Linked DNA regions of Oryzias latipes: region 2 is linked to region 1. A link is a contact called in public Hi-C data. All regions are on one chromosome and are shown on one strand. The core of a region is the stretch at or near the end of the contact, and the rest is flanking DNA. Distances in the headings are between cores, read along the strand shown.

Region 1 (5,028 bases), core at 55-2,554:
TTAACCGCTCCAAAGTTGCTTAATGTTGAATTGGTGACACCACTAAGACATTTGCAAAGACTGCTTTGCAAACACCAAACTAATGTCATCGACTCTTATGAAGTGAGTGTGTTAGATAATTGAAATTTGAGTTTACACAAAAAATAAAAATAAAACCCCTCCTGGCAATTTGAAATCTTTTTCTATTTAATAAATAGGAAATGCAATTTTGCTTTTGGGAAGACCCCCACGCATCAACAACTGCTTGGTTCCTCCTGGATGCTGGAAATTCTGTACATTCTCCGCTCTGCTGTACATCCCAAGTGTGCCCGTTTCTGTCAAACTCTTCCCCATTCAAAAATTAATAAACAGCCCTTCAAAAGGATAGTAGATGTATTGCCATGAAACATTGTTGGTGCGAATAGATATTGTGTCACAAACTTGCTGAACCAAGTGCTGTTGAGCTTTAGAGAACATTTACACACATAGCCTTTGCAAAAGTTACCAGTTTTGGTCTCCGCTCCTCATAACCGACGATGCCAGACACAGCTTCTCTCTAACCGACCATGGTTCTGTCGGTCCGACAGTCAGCATCTTGTGTTCTATGTGAGAAAAGGCATAAAAAACACAAAACTTTTGTTCCTCCTCCTAACATAAACAATAACAGTAAGCTCACACACTTGATCTGGGCAATCCAATGAATTACACATTTTAGTCACATGCCTACTTAAGTGGGCAAAAAAAATATTTATTTACGAATAAAAACGGAAAGTTTTCATAGCAAATGCATTAATGGATTTTTAGAATTATTCTTTTTATATTTAGACTAGTAGGTTTTCCTTGCGGTGTGAATTGCTAACGTTAGCATTGTGTTAGCTTGTTTCGTTGTAAAACTGTCTATTTAAGAATACAAACAATGCATTTTGCTTCGGAAATGTATGATAATATTTAGTAGAATTTGTAAACACAAAATAATTTAAAAATACATTGCAAATAACTACCTTGTTAAAAGCAAAATTTACAAAAGCTTTTACTGTTATTGCTATTTATGTTAGCCTCGGTGTTTTCATAGGGGGACAAATTCGCGAGACACACACTTTTTACCAACACAGAAACGCTTTTTAGGCCAAAAAGAAAATGTTTTCTGTCTTTATTTTTTTAAAGAAAATAGAATATAAAGATTTTAAATAATTGCATGTTTTAAATACATTATAAAATGCAAATAAAAGCTAAGGTTTACTCACTGCCGATACCGCTCGCCATAGTTTTTGTGACTGGCCACCGGACCGATTTCAATGGTGCACAGGGCACGGTACACGCCCACAAACGGCACGGACAGAGCGGAACTAAAGTTAATAGATTCTTTTGTATTAAATGTTAATGTTAATATTTGAACTTTATTACTATATAAAAGATCGATTTCATAAAAAAAAATCTGATTTCCATTCATCATTCTACAAAAATTATAATACTATATTGTAAAACAACTAAACAGTATTATCAGGTCTTAACACCTGCAAAAGTTTTCCTGGACCTTTAAATGGTCCTAAAAGTCTAGATGAATAGCTAAAAAATCACGGTGAAGACTTTTGTCTTAACAAATGTCCATTAGATAGTCAACACTTTTCACAAGGAGGGGAAGCCCCAATATCCCTGCTAAACAAGCTGGAAGTTCAAAGAATGCTTACAGAAAATTAAGCGAATGATGAAAGAGGGATGCCGTGCGACAGACTGGATCAGCTGAACTGCAGGCTTTCTGCTGCCTTCATGTAGGTCCACAGCTCTGCCAAAGTTACCAGTTTGTAAAAACAAACACTCACCAGGAACATCCAGCCTCCTCCTTTCTTAACATCCCTTCCACTATCAACATGTGAGCTCAAATACTTTCCCTTCTCTAGTCTAACCTCATTCACTATGGGGCCACATCAGAACTCAAAGGTCCAGATGAGAAGTTTTTTTCTTTTTATTATTTTATCTAATACATCAATGTGAATTCTTACAATAACACCCACGTTTCATGTCTTGCAGTGTGACTGACTGCACAGCTCATTGTTTTCATTCACACAGGTCAATAAAATCATCACAAACAGGCTGCAATCATCGGAAAACAGCAGTTTGCAGTCTTCACTGTGATTATGTGACCGGTACTGTTAGACCGAGACCGTTAGACCATTCCAAAAGGTAAAACAAACCTTTGCAGGGGTTTGGAGTTACTGATTAAATAAGCCCAAAGAGCCTCCAATACTCAACTTTTTTCCACAGTATTCAAATTTTTAAAGAATTTTACCAATTCTTCTATTCCATCTCCTCCAAGTCATAAAATTTGCCGTTTAGAGAAATAAACACTTTAATCTTTGTGTCTTTTTTTCCCTCCAAATGATCAACTTCCTGTTGGTTTTCAAATTAAAAGGCCTCTGTATTCGTTCCATGCAACAGCTGGAGGGAGCAGTCTGCATAGACGAGCTCTGGATGCTGCAGGCTTCATTCAATGACAGCGTTTTGGCCATGATCAACACCAAAATAAAGTTTAGGTAGATGACTGTCAAAACACATCAGTCTGAGGGGCTTATAAACCAGGATCATGCAAACGTAAGCCTTTATTAGTTTTGTGATTATTTATGTTCACATTTTTTTTCCATTTTCAGGTGACATGAACCCAAAAGAAGCAAAAATAAACAAACAGACTCAGTCATTTAAATATTGGCAGTCTTTATTTCCACAAGACTAAGAAATGATGTTTAATATACATTTTTTTCTTACAATTTAACATCTATCTTGTGTGTTTTTTGATAACATTTAGGAGATACTCTGACATGTAAAAATCTGGTGTACTGTTAAGGCCTCTTTTAGAGACATCTAAACCCGGCTGCTCTGTATTTACACTTCTTTCACTCCTTTTCAGTCATTCGTTTCTTCAGAGCGAGTCCTTTTCTGTTCTCGAGGGGCCAAAGGCAAAGCTTCCAACACCTGCCGAACCTAACCTAACTTTTAAGTCACATGACCGTCCAGCAGCTCCTGCCAGCCGGGTTCGCTCGCCGCCCCGGGGCCTGCAAGCGCCGACATTCAACCATCGCCACCCAAAACCAATAAACCTAACATCCCCCCCTTCACCCACCCCAGCTCTGAGATTGCTTCTTCGGAGCTCCAACACACGTGCACAAGCCCATGCAGAAATGTTTACGGGTTACAAAAACAGAGTTCCCGTCTGAAGTGGAAGCGCTGCTTTTCGTTTAAGGCTTCAGGGCTTTTAATGCATAGATGTTTTCTTCAAATCCTTCAAACTCTGAACCTTAATAAAAACGGGAGGTGTCTTTAAAACCTAACGGCGCTCGCTTCAAACCAAAGAGGTTTGATTCGAGTTTACACTTGAACAGGATTTCTTTTCCTCATGTGAGCGTCTAATAAATTACTCAGAGAGCCAAGTGTTCCTTTTCCAGCTGTACGCATGCTATAGCGCTGTATTTGGGTGGGAAAACATGTTGCAATGACATTCAAATACAGACATAAGTTACTGTACAAAAGCTACAGGAGGCAGCATCGGTTTAGGGTAGAAACGGTCGACTCACAGACCTGATTATCAAACTGGAGGATGCTGAACTTTCAGGGAATCTGTGCAGACTAAATCCTTAAAAAAGCGGGACAAAACACTCAACCGAACGGGAGGAACGCAACTGTGACGGAACCTCAAGATTCCACCTTAAAGGGTGAGAACACATTCCTGCCTGTTTGTACTACTTAGGCTATTTCAGAGGCAAGACAAGGAGGGGAGGGTAAAACTGTGCACTCTGTCCTCTTCCATCCTCTCAGACAAGCAGTACAGTCTGCCTGTAGTACCAAATATATATCTTCATACCAAAAATAGACAAACAATCACATCTCCTCAACATAGAACCCTGTATCAAAATAGACTTTGATCTCTCAAACAAAACACTTTGTTTTTCTCCTCTGGTTTCGTACGTGAAATGCTCTGGACATCCATCTTCTCTCCACAGTCTACGCCGTGCAGTCTGTGCTGAACGCAGCCATTCAGCGGCGGCGAGGGGCGTCTGAGACCCAACGATGACGCCTTCTTCTTCCAGGGGGAGCCACGCATCCAACTATCAGACACCTTCAACTCAGAGTTCGCATCGAATCCAAGAACGAGGTATTGTTTCACTACTGAAGACGTTAAAAGGTTAGGTGGTTGTTACGGTCGTAGCGGGTGCAAGAACCAAAAAGGAAAGATCTTTGGGTCAGACAAAACCTCAGCTCTTCAATTCCACCTTTAAAAAAAGCTAAGACAGCCAAAGCGAACACAGTAGGTGTTACAGATTTGGACTGTTTTTTTTTTTAAAGGTCTACAGGGATTCATCCACTGAAAATGTTGCATCATTGCCTAAAATATCCTCAGGAATATGACGACCAGCACACCCCGTTCCACCAGACATCTTTCCGAACGCGTCATCAAGCGCTGAGCTCTGAAGAAGGCACAAAATGTATCGGGAGATTCAACTGCAAGAATAGGAAGGTCATTTTAGGTCGGAAATGCTGCAAAGTGAAACTAAAGGGAGCTAAATGATCCGATGATTCTTGGGAAGAAAACTGTGCTGCTGTACACCAATGTCCTTAAAAACATACAAATAGTTAATAGTGAAGTTATTGTAATATCAAGACGAATCCCACCCCCCCAAACAGCGGACAGTCTGAGGTCCTGAAGGCAGTCTTTGTTAAAGTCTCTGACAGTTTTCCCCTTCGCTTTTTCTTTTCCTTTTCCAGCGTTCCGTTTTTTCTCTCGCCCGGCTCACTTTTTTATCTCAACCGCGGCGCGAGCAGAGCGGCGATGAGCCCGCAGAGCGCCAGCGTCACACCTGCCCGGATGGGAACCCCAGCGGAATTATTGCTGTGCACCAGATTGACCCGCGGCCCTTTGGGGATGGGCGTGGTGGTGGTGAAGAAGTAAATGTCCGGTTCGCAGGATGCGGAGTCGCAGCCGCTGCCGCTTTCCCCGCTGCTGTCGTCGTCTGCAAACGGAAGAGAACGGCGGCGGATCAGGTAGGAACTTCAAAGATC
Region 2 (5,465 bases), core at 2,580-5,079, 200 kb after region 1:
CCACGCACACTAATAAGCACACACTGTCTGCACACACCAGCACAAACACATTCAATATTTCATACAGCAGGAAACCCGACATGCTTTCCAACGCAAACATGTTCATCAATTTTGATTGACAGCTTGTTATTTAAATCCGCAGTTCAATCCAAATACGCCGGAAATAGATTCCTGTCACAATAAGAGTCTGAAAAGTCAGAGGTGGGACAAGCACTTTGATCGCAGAGTTTTGCCGAGTTCACCCACCTTTTAATGATGAACCACAATGATCATGCAGAACTGGAGCCTCAAATGAATGAAACAACCAATTCCAACCCGAATAATAGAAGATGGACTAATTTACAGTTTGGTTACTTTATTTTTGGTGCAAAATCTGACTGACTGAACAAAAGAGAATCAATGGAAAAGTGGCTCTTTAAGCTGAAAAGATGGTGTTTTGCACTTCTCCCAGCAAGAATGTCCTGGTACGAATCCCGGCTGTGCGGCTGGCGAACCGTCTTCGTCCAACAGTAGAGAAAGACTCCAGCATCCCAGAGAACCCGAAAGGGATTCAGCAGGTTTGGGAGAAGGATGGATGGGTGGAGGAAACCCGCCTCCAGCGGCCTTTTACTGCATCGCTTGCGTCAAACTCACGATTAGAGGACGGCGGTGTGGTTCAACATCGGTTCAACCCTTTCCACTTCAATTCCCAGCATTCTTTGCGCCACATCAAGATCCAGAGGTGCAACAAAAACGATACGTAAAAGATGTGAATTTCCGCCCTCAAGCAGACGGTTCTGAAGCTATAAAACAAAAGAAATACCCTTTCCTAGAAGCAAAAGCTCATTTGAAATGAACCAAAACTTTATAAAATGTTTATTATCCCACTTTTAGACACACAATTCTAACTATTGTGTTGAACACAGACAAATTAAGATATTTTTACAACTTCATTTGGTGGGCTTGATATCGTCTAGTTCAGGGATCTGCAACCCGAGGCTCCAGAACCACATGCTGCTCTTTTACTTCTCCATTGTGGCTCCTTGGATTTAAGAAAAAATTCTGACAATTTGAACAAACAATGTAGTTCTGGATTTCAGTTATTTGGGTTTTGTCATTTATGTTTGCATTTTTTAAAATGTCAGATGGATGAGGAAAAATGATGGCTAAAAGGGTTTAATCACCTGTGAGAGGGATTAGGTCTTAAGGCCTGTTCACACCGGGACGAATTTCGCCGGCGATTTTCGCCGACGTTTAACGCCTCGTGACTAAACAAAGGGCACCAATGTGAGTGTGCACACCTACGCGAAAAAACGCCACGCGACAAAGCGTCAAAAAAAAAAAAATGCCTCGGGTTCGTTTTTTTTTTTCGACGCGTCGCGTCGAAATCTATTTGACCAATGAGAATGGCGCTTTTGCACACGTATCTGGAGCTTCTGAAGTTACAGTAAAACACAACTTGGGGGCGCTCAAACACAAAACTGCCTTGCTGAGCACACATACCAGCGAAGAAGATAGACGCCAAGTAGCGTCTACACTGCCGCAAAGAAATAATGACGGACATTCTTAAATATCCCCTTACCAAGTACCAGTTGGAGCTACTGATGCTTGAAATATTCATGTTTTCTTTGTATTATTCTGACAAGCGCGTAAATACTTGCTCTCTTCTTCTGAGTGAAAAGCGACTTTAAGAAGCGTAAAGTTGCGCAGCGCCACCTTGTGTACAGGAGTATTTCTGTTTTACATTAAGCGCCATCTAATGTCAGGGAATGAAATTGCATGTTCGCTCGGCTCATCGTCAGCGAAAATCGCCTGGGTGTGAACACAAAAAACGTGGCGAAAAACGCTGGCGAATAACGCCTGGCGAATATTCGTCCCGGTGTGTACGGGCCTTTAGAATAATATTATCTTATTGCAATTATATGAATAGATTGAAAAAGAACAGATTCTGCAACAATTTTGTCGTGTTTTTAATTGATAGCAGAAGAAGAAACCAAAGTGATCATGACAGAAAACACCCGTTCTGACTGAAAAGGAATTTCCATCTCCTGCTGTCAAAAATACAAAGTTAGAGTTTCTGAATGTTTACAGTTTAACTTTCAACACGTCTTTAAAGGACGTATGTTTTGTACGTAGAGCCCGGAAAGGGTCTCAAAAATGTGCGTAGCAAAGCGTGAACGAGAGAGTCTTGAACATGAAAGCCTTAAACCGGCTTTTACGTACACTTTTCATTGGAAGTGGTCGCTTGGACGGCTTGCATTGCCGAGGGCGGTTTGAGTGTAGCTTTACAGTCAGTGGATAAGAGGAAAGCTGCAGTTTTTAACGTCACCTCAGAACGTCCAAAAGAAGTGAATCCAAATGATGAAACTCCCTCCGCAGCATCTCTGAACCCTCTCCTTCCCCTGACAAAAAACGTTTCCACAAATCGAATATTTTTTCACTGATCAGTGATTCCTGTAAGGCAAGTGACACCACTAGTGTGCCGTGGGAAATTACACATTCACTGACCAAACAACATTTTCCATCTCCAGGATATCAGCTCTGTGTTCATCCAAACAGGCCCTGATAAAACGCTGAGTAGTTGTGAATATGAAAGATCATAAAATACTTTTTTCTTTGTGTTTATTTGATTCTATTAAAGACTCTTTGATAAGAATGACGGTACCGCAATTTAGCCATAGCTTCAGACGTTGTTGGAAAAGTCCCGCCCCTTTTACTGTCTCCACCGATCATCACAACTCAAATTTACATATTTATCTAACTAAATGTCATAGTACTCCAATTCAGTTAACTGTTTTTCCATATTAATTAATTGTACTTCTTTAACTCTCATATGTCTAAGTTTGAGCCTGCAGATATTCTCATTTTATGATAATAAAATGATTAAAACAATGTGAATTTGCAGCATGAAATCATGTGCCATTTCTTTGACTTTAAGAATGTATTGTGCTGTAGGGCTGCTATATAAACTCATCATCCTCCTCTTCCTCCCTCTTACTCATGGTGCAGAAGAATAAAACATAACAGGACAAATAACTAGACAAAACACAGTAAAACAGCTAAAAAACATAACATATTTGGTCAAAAATCCACACTTAAACCCAAATCTGTCCAGACAGGCAAAGGGAATGGTATCCCACAATCCCTTGCGGTGCCGATCTAACAGCAGCACCAAAGTTACACCTACTTAATTGAATTAATTTAAATAAAAAGTAAAATAAATGTCTGACAACTACGTGTTATTTTTAAGCTGACTTAACTAAAAAGAATTGATTCATCTTAACTGAAGCAAATAATTAAGCAAATTAAGCAAATAATTAAGCTCCAGACCAGGTTATGTTCAGAGCATGAGTTGCTATGGCAACTTGACATACCCTGAAACATACCTCCATTTCTGGAACCGAAAGCTGAGGTTATCAACTTCCTTAACCCTTAAACTTACCGTGGTAACTAGCATAACCTGCTTTCTGGAATACCCCCCTGAATCCGTCATCAGCTCACATATGGTTGTTTGTGTTTATAAAAACAGGACATAAAGGAGGAAGGAAGGAGGGGAAGGAGAGTCATTTCGAGCAGCTCTGGGTTGGGATTTCCTGCTGAAATCTGTGGCATCTGTCAACTCGGCCTCCAGCAAACTCCTACCACTCTCCCCTTCAGAGACGCTCCTCCCCTCGCATCTGAGGACTGTCAGAGACCCACCACTGTCCAGGGCTATTTATTCTGCACTGTTCATCCTCCTCTATTTATTTATTTATTTTGCACCGTGCCACGATTGGAGGGAACTGCCTCCATCTCACCTCCAACCACTCCAAACCCCCACAGCAAGTCACAACAAAGGCATGCGTGGTAGCTACTCCCACAGCTGCTGTGGATCGTGTTTCTGCAGATCTCATCTGTGATGTCGGCTCGCTGCACGCTGCACGCTGCTCACCTCTTTCTGTTCTCACTGATGCAAGGAGAGAAACTTTTGGCGCTTGCATGCGGCATTATTAGAATTCGGTTCTGGCTTCCAGCGGACTTCTTCCTGAATCAGCCACCTCTCCCACACGATGCTCCGCACTGATCCGAGCTAACCATTCTCCGTGTGATTTCATCAATCTTTCATCTGCTGGAGGCCTCTGCAGAGAACTCATCACGCAGCACAAATCCCTCAGTTCCCTGTTTACATGACAAATTCACCAAGCGCAAAGTTGAAAACACTTCAGAGCAAAGATGTGGCACTAAATGCACCTTCAGGTAGCCTAAAAATGTCAAGGAAACCAACCTTAAGAAAAAAATCGTAAAACAAACTGTCCATGCAGCTAGTAATTTTAATAAACGATGAAGGTTCTCATTCTCCTTGGATAGTCATCGCAACTGGACCTAAAATCTCCTCCCATGAAAGGTTTCACCGCTCATCCATCAGTCTGATGGAGAGAATTTTAAATCCAGGTGCTTTGATTCAAATTCAAGACCACAAAATGTGATCAAAATGAGAACAACGCTGTCAGTACAAGGTGGCCCATCTTAATAAAACCTCAAAAGAATCTATAACTTATGGTAAGGAAACAAATCTAGACTGCCTGAAATAGGAAAAGAGCACCAACCTTGAGAAGATCACCAAAAAGGAGTAAAATGATCTGTCTATGCAGTAAATCATTTTTTTATTGAACAAATAAGTAATCAGTAATCAGTGGAATTCTGAAACCGTTAGAATATATCTTCAATTTATCATTCCAAACAGGTTCATTTCCTAATCAAATGAAAATTGCAAAAGTTATACCATTGTACAAAACCGGGAACAAGCATCACTTCACAAACTATAGGCCAGTTTCTATGTTACCGCAGTTATCAAAGATTTTGGAAAAAATGTTCATAACCCGATTAAACTCTTTCATCGAAAAGCACAAGATACTGGACGAAGGACAGTATGGGTTCAGGTCAAATCGATCAACATCACTGGCCCTGATGAATGTAATAGAAAATATAACAAATGCTATTGATAATAAAAAACATGTAATCGGGGTATTTATTGACTTAAAAAAAGCTTTCGACACAATTAACCACTGTATATTAATTCATAAATTGGATCGGTATGGTATTAGGGGGTTAGTGCTAGACTGGAACAGAAGCTATTTGAGCAACAGAAAGCAGTTTGTAAAGGTTGAACGTGCTTGTTCCCAATGTTTGGACATTGTTTGTGGTGTCCCTCAGGGGTCGGTTCTGGGACCAATATTGTTTATTTTATATAAAAATGATTTATTTCAGGTTTCTAACAAATTACGGCTAGTTCTATTTGCTGATGATACTAATGTGTTTTGTGATGGGGATGATCTGCAGCAACTCATTGAAATTGTTAAGAAGGAGATGGAAAACTGAAGCTGTGGTTTGATGTAAATAAGCTTTCACTAAATTTAAGTAAAACAAAAATGATGTTATTTGGTCACCATAAGGGTAACAATATTAACATTGACATGCACATAAATGGGGTGAAACTTGAAAGAATT

The links. A called contact is a pair of places that touch in the nucleus more often than the background predicts.
Region 2: a Hi-C map of embryo shows a contact between it and region 1, with 2.0 times the contacts expected there. The contact joins the enhancer-like site here to the promoter of LOC101160248 in region 1. A contact is called at or near these places in 2 of 5 Hi-C or Micro-C datasets (embryo and fibroblasts).

Annotation. Positions count from the first base shown.
Region 1 is chr10:26,393,658-26,398,685 of ASM223467v1, forward strand. It overlaps LOC101160248 (bromodomain-containing protein 8), which reads right to left and starts at 1,305. Exons shown (of 18, transcript XM_011480511.2): 1 at 1,224-1,305; 2 at 485-581. The coding sequence starts at 1,242. It overlaps LOC101160491 (glypican-6), which reads right to left. Exons shown (of 9, transcript XM_004073642.3): 9 at 2,669-4,979. The coding sequence ends at 4,768.
Region 2 is chr10:26,590,157-26,595,621 of ASM223467v1, forward strand. No RefSeq gene overlaps it. Among protein-coding and RNA genes, the nearest start is that of mir19b-2, 8.6 kb to the right of the region's middle. Within about 2 kb of position 3,830, at least 3 of the 8 cell types and tissues checked have an H3K27ac peak or open chromatin away from gene starts, as enhancers often do. A contact at or near this core is called in embryo, where this site is marked.